Linked DNA regions of Mus musculus: regions 2 and 3 are each linked to region 1. A link is a contact called in public Hi-C and HiChIP or PLAC-seq data. All regions are on one chromosome and are shown on one strand. The core of a region is the stretch at or near the end of the contact, and the rest is flanking DNA. Distances in the headings are between cores, read along the strand shown.

Region 1 (3,319 bases), core at 404-2,903:
GAAATTCGCATTGCTCAAACATCAAATGATCAAGCGAGTCTACCTGTGGACCATGTTTAGAAAGCACTGTAAAGAACTGCTCGGGCCTGCCAGGTAAGGATGACTGCCCCCAAACCTGAACACCAGAAGAGTTCCACCCACATGGTGGAGAGATAGGATTCCTGAGAAATTTTCTTTGACCTCCACACACATGTGCATCATGTGCATGCACACACACACACACACAGTCCTTTGACCTCCCCACACACGTACACACATGTACCCACCTACACACAAAATTGAATGCAAAAAATATTTTTAAATGCTCAAACTCTAAAGGCTAAATATCATTCTACTTTTAGATTTAAAAAAAAAAGTCACACCAAGGTAGTAGAAAATAACCCTTCTCAAACCCAGTGAAGCCAATATTAGTACAGAGCAATATTTGCCAAAGTCGCCAGGCCAGGCACCACTCTGAACATGTCACTTGAACTGTTCTATTTCATCCTCCTAACTACCCCTAGGATTCACAGGGGGCATTCTAGTGTCCATTTTGCTACTTGAAATAGTCTCAGAAAGGTGAGCTAAACTGCCCAAATTTACACAGCCAACACAAGGCAAAGGCACAGACAGAAGATAACCTTTTCAGCTTATTGGTAACCATAGCTTATTGCATGGAAAAGCATCTAATGTTTTCCGTAGCGCCTTGGTTCACAATTTCACAATCAGTGGGTTTGCGGAGGGAAGGGAGCAACTGTCTCCTAATGGAAACAGCAGAAGTTCGCTTTCGTGTTTTTGATTTTCTCTTTAACTAGGCTTCCCTATTCCCAATTAGGACTTAGAGGTAGAAGGAGGCTTCAGGCACCAGCTGTTCTAAAGGACAGGCATCCCATGTCCTGCCCACCACCCCCACCCCTCAAGGAAAACAGTTCCTGCTATCTCCAAGGCTGGGAGAGTGGTGGCCAGCACCTGTAGTCTCTTCCTTCTTCCTGAACTCACTGCCTGAAAGAGACCCTAGGCAGGAACGTCCCTCAGAAGAAAAAAAAAAAAAAAAAAAAAAAAAAAAGCAGGTCAGGAAAGGAGCTAGCAAGGCTGCTTGCTGGCAGCCTCTCCCCAGGGCTGTCATAGCTGGGACTGCGAGCTACGATGTGATGGAGTGGGTGTGCTGGGACACAGCCTCCTGCTCGCCTCAAGCTTACAGCGGCACTCCTGAGAACCCTAGGCACAAGGACCCTGAAATAGATCCCTCAAAAGCCTGAGAACCCGCACAGCCCCGGGCGAAATAGGCCTCCAATTTGCTAAGTTCGAACCCCGACCGCCCTACTAGTTAGTAGTGTGATTTGTTTAGCCTGGCCACAGTCTCGCTCCGTGTCTCAGTTTTGCTGTCTGTAAACCAGAAGGGTTGTGGAAGACGATCTACAAGAATTCCTACTACCCGGAGTTACTGCGGCTGGCCATTTCAACCCAGCCCTCCCTGCAGAGCAAGACTCACCTTATCGGGCCAGCCCAGCAGGCTCGGCGACAGCGACCAGATGGATGCAGGGTGGCCGACCACTGCCTCTTTCAGCGCCCTGGTCCAAGCCGAACCTAGGAAAGCCAGATGCTGGCAGCCTTCCCCGACTAGCCTCTTACTTTCCGCCGCACTTTCTTTTTCCCCCTCCGGAGCTCCTCCCCCGCCACCGCGCGATTGGCCCTGGGATCCAGTCACAGACTCCACCCACGCGGTGAATCGCGCTCCGCCCGCGATCCGGGCTTCCCAAGGCTAGGGTTGGGGCCGCACGCGGGGCAGTCCCGCCCGCCGCGAGGAGGAGCCGCGTGGGGTCCGCCCGCTGGCGGATGCCAGGCTGCGCTGGGTGCCACCGCGTGGGCCACTGGGGCTGGGGCGGAACGTGCAAGGAAGGGCTAGCCCTGCAGCCGGTTGGTCTCAAGACCAAAATACTCAGAGCAGGTCCAGAGCCTCTGCACACCTAAGCGCACCGTTGTGCTCCACTGAAGATCGCGGTCCTGCAACCCAAGTGGGTCCTAGCCTACGGTTCCTTTGGTCTGTGTATTCACCTGTCACATACTAATGGCCATGAGTCGATTAAGGCTGCACCCCAGAGAACCCACCATGTGTCGAGTTCCTAGAGCAACAGGAACCAGCGGCAGCACAGCCTTCTCCTTAGTCAGGAGCCCTATCTTGCTCTGCTAGAAGTAGGGGACACAGGAAAGAGAGCACCCATCATGACAGTAGGACATTATCAGTATCGTCCACTATCATAATCAGCCACTAGTATAATGAGAGGCAAAAAAGCTAGCATTCAAGACGAATAAGCTGACAAAGAAGAATGCATTGGTGATTGAATGGAATAATCGATTACAGAAGAAAATAATTTTCTATTCCGTCATTCTCCTATCACCGGGTCCTTAGAAAAGCTTTAGCTGCCATCTCTACTATACACTGCAGTTATGTAATCATCTGAGGATCTGTATAATGGTCTTCCTTACATCAGTTTCCTTGTTCAAAAGCCTCCTCGAGAACAAGGCCCTTCAAACACGGTCCTCATTTCAGAGTATCCCCAACAAAGGCAATCTGCCAACCATACTTGTCTCTTCTCACAGGCCTTGCTCCTTGCCACCTCCTTGTCTGCCCCACCCTCAAACTACTTAACTGTGTCTTATTAATTTGTTTATTTGAGAAATTGAGTCCCAGATGAAGCAATTAAGCAATGAGGAAAGGGGTGTAAAAGGAAAGGGTGTGTGTGCTTGGGAACAAAATAAGAGCCAAGAAAGGTCAGCCTTCCTAAAGATGCTGGCTGTTCAAACCTTGCACACTTCCGTGACACTGCTGTAACCAAAACACCTGAAAGGACAACTTAAGTGATGGAAGCAACTACTTTGACTCTTCTGCTCCAGTACCTTTGTGTTGCATTGTGGGAAGAGGAGAGGCTGATCACTTTCTGCACCAGCAAAAGCACAGGGAAGGAAGAAGGCAAGGGACCAGATAGAACTGTCACATCCGTGCTGCACCAACCTCCTTCCTCCAAACTAGAGCTCGAACCTAAATTTCCAGACTCTCCCGAAACAGACCAGTTATTCAACACACAAACCTATGGGGGAAGAGTTCATATTCACACTGCAATACCTTCCTAAAAGAACTAACTGAGATGCTTCTGTGTCTCCTGACCTCAAGACAATTGAGCCGTTACATTATTATTTTATGTATGGATATCTGACACATACTCCATGCCCATAAGATTGTCACTGATGCAAAGAAGAAATGATCTAGGACATTTTTTAAGTTACTGGTGATAAGCACAAATAAAATTCTTTGATTTCTTCCTCATTCATTAAACATATT
Region 2 (3,319 bases), core at 417-2,916, 210 kb after region 1:
AGGGGCGCTGAAAAACTGCAGCAGAAATGGATACGATCATATGATCTCACATAGTGCACGTCTTGAGGGAATTCTGTGTTCTAAGCATGATTGACATTTCATCTGCCTGAACAGACACTAGATACCAGGGGAATATTCCTCTGAACTCACAGAGTAGTACTGCCTGCAGGCTGAGGGCGTGAGGGCACAAGTCAGCCAGGGCCTGGCCTACCTACAGATCTTATTTAGAGATCTTTTATGTTTGGAAAACAGCTGGGAGCAGGAGCAGGACAATGAATACTTGTTCAAATCTTGCTATCTCCTGTCTGAGTTCTGTTGTCATCACTACTCCCTAAGTCCCTGACTACAGCAGATCTGAGTCTTTATCCTTAAGCATTGACAAAGCTGGTCTGAGAACAGTGAGCATGGGAGTGAGGGCAGTAAGGCTTTGTTTGTCGTTCTATTTTGTTTTTCACATAACTTTCTTGTGGCAAGCTTGTACTTTCCTTAGCATGCATGGAAGCATCCCTTGTTTTCACTCATGTGTTTATTTCTGCCCTCAATTCTCCTGTTTTTACTAAATCCATAGAAGCCTCTCTTTCCACCGTACTCACACCACAGACAAAATAACAGCTGAGAAAACATTTTAATTATTCTCAACCACAATGTGGGCTTCTGTGTAGCAACAAGCAAGGAAGCTGTACAGACCCAGAGAGGACAGCAAGAGGCAGCCTAGGTCAAAGCCTGGGGAGATTACTGCCAGCTCCAAAGCCAGAGACTAAGTTCTACTAGGATGCATCCAAGTGTCTCTCTTTCTCCTGGAAGAGAATGTGGAGGAACTTGCTGAATTCCATCTGATAAGTCTTTGCTGGTCAGGCATCTCAGATAAGGAGTTACTATGCTAAGCAAATTGCTTTAAGGAAAAAGTGTATGTGTATGTGTATGTGTATGTGTATGTGTATGTGTATGTGTGTATATGTGTGTCTGTGTGTTTGTGCCCGTGCATGCATGCATTGGGTGTGTCAGATAGTGGACTGCATTTTCAAAAGGAAAATAAAAACCCAAAAGACAATATATATATATATGCAGTGGAAAGCACACAGATCTAAGAGTGTACTAGAAACCTGCCCTGAGGCACTCTCCGGTTAGCTCTTCTCTAATCTATAAAGTTTCAACATCTCTGAGACCCATGGGAGAAATGGGAGAAATCTAATGGAATGACCTTAAGGAACAGAAGGGAGCAGAGGGCCCCTAAAAGAGAAGGAACTATCAGACAAGAGGTGCCCAAGGGTGAAGGGAATATAGAAATATCGAGTTAGACACATTTCCTGAATAAAATACTGGGAATATACTAAAAAATGAAAATAGGTTTCTAGTTCCCCCCAGTTTTTCCATCTTTATGTGTTGTTTTTGCATTTACACAGATGAGGTAACTTTTATTATTAGTTAATTACGGAGTGAAATGAAGAAAATGCCTATCAAGTGCTAGGAGAGACACGAAGGGAAGAGGTTAGGGATGCCTGATTCTCTTCAGATGGTCCCCAGGTAGCCCACGGGGCATCATCATCCACCACGGAGCTGGCCTGCGAGGACCTTTGTGGGGATTCGGCCACGAAACCACCAGGGGGCGCTGCATGCCGGGAGGGGCGGAGCTGCTTTAAATCACAGCGCCGGGCGGTTCAGCGTCTCAGAGAACTCTGCCACTTCTCACTTCCAGACTCCACCACCGCCTACCCGGACCAGAAGCCAGGAGCCTCGCCCCGCAGCTGCACAGAGAGCAAGGGTATAGGCACTAACTTGTTTGCAGAGACCCCATCACCTTCGGGAGCTCAGGTGCGCACCTTGCAAACTCCACTTTCTGCATCTGCCACTGAGCCCGCGGGAGCCTCGGAAAGAGCCATGGCCAACGCGGGGCTGCAGCTGCTGGGTTTCATCCTGGCTTCTCTGGGATGGATCGGCTCCATCGTCAGCACTGCCCTGCCCCAGTGGAAGATTTACTCCTATGCTGGGGACAACATCGTGACCGCTCAGGCCATCTACGAGGGACTGTGGATGTCCTGCGTTTCGCAAAGCACCGGGCAGATACAGTGCAAAGTCTTCGACTCCTTGCTGAATCTGAACAGTGAGTGCACCCTCATCCTCCAACTCCCCACTCCCTATCCTTGGACTCTCCCCCACCCTCTCTACCCCCACTCCCCAGCCTTGGAGCCCTTGTCCTCTGTAGTAGCTTCATTCAGCCCAGAGGCTACCCTCGAAATTGGTCAAGGCTTTTCAGCATGTGCTCTGTCCTGATAAAGCAGAAAGAACCCAAGCCCTAGGTTAAAGCCCTAGATTTGCCTCTAACTCTCTACTTGGCACCTTCTGCCCTTTTAGGTGTGATTTTTTTTTTGTCTCAAATTCTAATCAAGGTGGGTGGAGATTGGGAGAATGAAGACCACTGTGGAACTTAGGTTCTTGGGCCTCTTCTGCACATTCATTCTAATAGGGTTTGAACAAGAAAACGGCACACTTTGGGTAGGTTTACAAGCGTTAACTAGATGATTCTGAAATATCAAATAAGAAACTTTCTGAGTTGTCTCATGGCATTTCCAACGCACAGCTAAGGTTTACTCTTTGGGTCTTTTGGTTTTCTACCTTGAAGAACCTCTTGAGATCCCCCCCCCCCCGCCCCCAAAGGATGGACTAGGATTTGCAGGAGAGTCAACTTGTGCGGTACAAGTTTAGAATAAGAAGGACTGGTGGCATCTGGGGAGTGGGTCACTGAAGAGAGCTCTTCTGAATAAACTCAGCAGCATGGCAGCAAGAGCGAAGGCACAGAAGGAGGCAGCCTGGTTGAGGTCACCATGTGGGAAGAAGTCTGTGAGGAAAAAGAAAGGCTATTCCCATGTTTTTCCTTCCGCAATGGAATCTCTATGTATTGATGCATTGGTCCTATATGTAAAGTGAGAAAGGCATGCATAGACAGGAGTATCTCTACTGATTCTGGGGAGACGGGTGATAAGATGTATTCGCCTTCACTTTTAGCTAAAACTTTTTTCAGGGCTTTGTCAGAAAGCCATTCAATTCCTACAGGGCATGTTCTCTTCCTGGAGAAATCACATTGGTTGTCCTGCCCTTTACCTCACAGGAGGAAGAGTTCCCTTAGCCTTTGCCTAAACAAAGCTACTCCACAGTCCCCTGGGAATGCTGCTGTGAACAGTGCTGGCATTGTCCCTGACCTATGAGAGTGGAGCTCTTCCTCCTTCCCAACAAAAGCACTTCACTTTACAGTTATGAGACCTGCCACAAATCAGCTTGACACTGTGAGAACCTGTAGAATGTACTCAGCTGGCATGGTTTT
Region 3 (3,319 bases), core at 291-2,790, 140 kb before region 1:
TTTCTAAGCCTGTACTTAACATCTTCAAAGAAAACCTGTACTTAAAATCTTCAAAGATAATCAATATCAAAATTTAGCTTTGAGAGTACCAAAATTACATAGTTATTTAAAAGAACTTATATTTTATGTTTATAGCTCTGGCTTCTGTTGTTTGTTTTATTTTTATCTCCCAAGAAGCTGAGTGTAAATACTTTGTCTGTAGGACCCAGGGAAATCAATCTCACACCTACCAGGAACTCCTTTCCCTGCTGCCTAGCTTTCATAAGGTCACAAGTTGCTATTGCAGGCTGCTGGAGAGAAAAGACACCACAATTGTCTTACTTAGCACTGAACCCTGAGGATACATTACCAGCCCCCCAGGCAAGATATACCCACTGTTGAATAGAGACATAGGGCTTATGGGATGATGAATTATTTTCCGATTGGATTTGAGGCCTGCTGCATGACTGGTATTTAATACATTTCTAGTATTTAAAATATGGTCTAATCTCATGGCTGTGGAGACTCACTGGTAGAACTTACCACTGTTATATTGTTAAATGGTCAGGTTGTCTAATAAGCTATATATTTAAAACAATGGACCTGTGATGCTTTCAGCTTTGATCAGAAAAGCTCTTGTACAGTGGGATGGAGTCTGTGCAGATAATCATCACTAGTCCTATTGATAAGAATACATGATTAGAAATATTCAACCCTAAATAGGGCACCTTTATAATAGCCCTGTGAAACTTAAGCAACACTATGGAAGAGGAAACAGAATGCATATATGTACATGCATATACATACATGCATATATATATATATATATTATATATATATATACACATTTATATGCTGGAGAATGATAGAGATGGGTGGGACACAGTTTGTTTTAGATATGGCATGTTTATTACACTTAAAACTCATAGCAGCTTTAATGGCAAAATCCAACTAAATTCTAGCATGATGGTGGACAAGTTGTTGATCCCCCCAAAATTTTAGACAGAATAATCCTTATTTAAAATAGTGTTACTAGTGGCTTCTGCTCCAGTGGATGGCCCTACATTCATACATGTATTGGTAGCTGTACTTTGTGTGTGATTTTTTTTTTAAGACTTGAAATTGGGACACAAACTTACCAGGATCAAGGAAGAGCTGGTTAAAGAAAATGGCTAGTGTTAGATATGATTATCTTTCATTGTATACATACAAGAATTTTTCTTTTCTTTATCTACTAATACTTTAATTAGCAATTAATTATTTACTTTTATTTTTGTGTATATGTGTACCAAGTGTATGTATGTGCACCACTTATGTATTGGAATCCCTAGAAGTAAAATGTAATTGGATTCTCCAGAATGTGAGTTGCAGACAGTTGTGAGCCACAGCCTTCTCTCTCATAGAATTTGAAGTCATGTCTATTATCCACTTTCTGATGGCTAACATGAAGCCTTTGAACATCTCTTCTAAAGGTGATGCAATGTGAAATGAGAACTCTGCATTGAGCTGAGTCATTTCTGCTGTGTATCACAGCTAGGTACATATTCCATCATAAGGAATGTTTTCGACAGTGGGAGTTCTAGTCAAACAGATGAAATGAAGGCTTTCCATGCATGTCTTAACTCTGTATCACTTCCTTTGCCTTTGATTGAGAGGCTGGCTCGGGGCCAAACTCACTAGCAGTAGAGGCTGCTGTAACGTAGTGACACCTCCCATCTAATGTCACCTACTACGGTTTTAGATCTGCTTCTCTTTAGAAACATTGGTTTTTGTGCTTGTAACTTTCCTAGAGTAAGCAGGCAACATATGGAACTGAAAGAGGAGACAGGATTCTCAGCTGTTTCCTGGGCTGGAGGATTCATCAGACCAACACTATTATGAAGGCCAGATGTTTTCAGCTTGGAGAAGGAATATACATTTCCCATATGTTCTTACTTGCGTTGTCCTCAGGTCACAGTTGCCTGAGGCACTTGGACCCCTATTTCAGCATATATTCTTTAGCTGAGAGTTTTTTTTTTTTTTAATGTTTGTTTGTTTTGATTCTTTGACTTTATTTTACAAATTTAAGCCAGGATTTAATTGAAAACATATATTCACATATTTATGTTTTGAAACTTGTGAAAGAAATTGCACAAGTTGCCACGCAGAAGCTGATTCAGTGGCAACAACCAAACAGAGGTGGGGAAACACTCATGTGTTCTTTAGTCATCTGCATGCTCAAGGGTGCCTGATAGGTCCTGGCTTGAAGGCCATGTGCCATGGACCTTTGGTTGGCATGTGACTGACTGCAGAAAGACCCTACTTGTCTGAAGCTGCTCTTTGTCCTTGGTGTTCAATCAAGCCTATGGGTGTTAGACTTGCATCTGCTCCTTTGTTCCCCCTTTCTCTCACCTTCTGGCCCTTGGAGGAATTTGAACTCAACATCTAATTTCAGAATTGTGAAGAACGGCTGCAGGCACCAAAATCTACCTACAGTTCCTTGCCAATGAAATTTTCTATCATTTGAACAAAACATGATTCTTACTTAAACTCAACTTCTTATAGAGGTCCAATTCACATCAGAAAACAAAACAAACAAACAAAAAACAACCACCACAACAAATATCCCTCACCATTCCTATTAAATCTCAATTTTCTGAAATGTAATGTTCTCTGGATTTGAATATAAATGCCAGAAAATGCAAATTGAGGAGAGGACATTAAAAATATGTTAGTACAAAAGGCATGGCATAAAAATATACCTTTATTGAGACCAATGACAAAAAGCATACTATTTACAGGGGGCAATGGGAAGCAGGGATTCCTATGGAAAGATTTGGTCCCTGGGGACACAAATGTGCTGGCGGTTTGCTGTTGAGCTCTGTCTACCAGAACCTGCTCCCTTTCAAGTCACTCCTTGGGATAGACACATCCTGTGAGTGTCAAAGCCCTGGTCTTTTGGGTGCAAAAACTCAATGAGTGTCAAAGCCGAAGTACTCTTTACTGGCCCACATCACAAGGAGACACCAGTTCCTAGCTACCTTTGAATCCCTTGGCAAGATCAGACTCTAAGCAACTTTTACATACTGACCTTCTAGGGCCCGAGAAGAGTGTGCTTGCTCTTCCAAGGCCGTTAGAGGCAATAACTGGATACAGGTGCTTCAGGTCTTTTGTCTCCTAGAAATAAATAGTTTTTTTAAAAAAATCAATAAAAGGGGGACACAAATCTGATAGTCTATTAAATGATTTAAAATGTCGATTATTTCCAAAAGTTTTTGACCCAAAGAGAGTTGGTAGAAACAGCAGCCACCACCCTCCACATAAAGTGATTATAGGATATAAAAGTCATTGTTATTGGATA

The links. A called contact is a pair of places that touch in the nucleus more often than the background predicts. HiChIP or PLAC-seq counts read pairs in DNA pulled down with a chosen protein or histone mark.
Region 2: a Hi-C map of epidermal suprabasal cells shows a contact between it and region 1, with 2.2 times the contacts expected there. The contact joins the promoter of Cldn1 here to the promoter of Il1rap in region 1. A contact is called at or near these places in 2 of 39 promoter capture datasets (hippocampal neurons and liver), 3 of 484 Hi-C or Micro-C datasets (epidermal suprabasal cells, pancreatic cancer cells and uterus) and 1 of 9 other capture datasets (pancreatic islet).
Region 3: a contact with region 1 is called in an H3K27ac HiChIP or PLAC-seq map of the NIH/3T3 cell line, with 3 times the contacts expected there. The contact joins the enhancer-like site here to the promoter of Il1rap in region 1. A contact is called at or near these places in 6 of 39 promoter capture datasets (3T3-L1-derived adipocytes, the C10 cell line, hippocampal neurons and 2 more), 5 of 484 Hi-C or Micro-C datasets (brain, cerebral cortex, forebrain and 2 more), 6 of 115 datasets of contacts at active chromatin or transcription factors (the NIH/3T3 cell line, PVALB interneurons, bone marrow-derived dendritic cells and 2 more) and 3 of 9 other capture datasets (adipose tissue, liver and pancreatic islet).

The regions. Positions count from the first base shown.
Region 1 is chr16:26,580,039-26,583,357 of GRCm38.p6, reverse strand. Il1rap (interleukin 1 receptor accessory protein) reads right to left here and starts at 1,653. Exons shown (of 11, transcript NM_001159318.1): 1 at 1,472-1,653.
Region 2 is chr16:26,370,186-26,373,504 of GRCm38.p6, reverse strand. It overlaps Cldn1 (claudin 1), which reads left to right and starts at 1,666. Exons shown (of 4, transcript NM_016674.4): 1 at 1,666-2,101. The coding sequence starts at 1,879.
Region 3 is chr16:26,723,037-26,726,355 of GRCm38.p6, reverse strand. Il1rap (interleukin 1 receptor accessory protein) reads right to left here. Exons shown (of 11, transcript NM_001159318.1): 11 at 1,209-3,319. The coding sequence ends at 3,288. The region is part of intron 2 of Gm20319 (predicted gene, 20319); the gene reads left to right. Among named protein-coding and RNA genes, the nearest start is that of Gm20319, 31 kb to the left of the region's middle. Within about 2 kb of position 1,540, at least 6 of the 459 cell types and tissues checked have an H3K27ac peak or open chromatin away from gene starts, as enhancers often do. A contact at or near this core is called in the NIH/3T3 cell line, where this site is marked.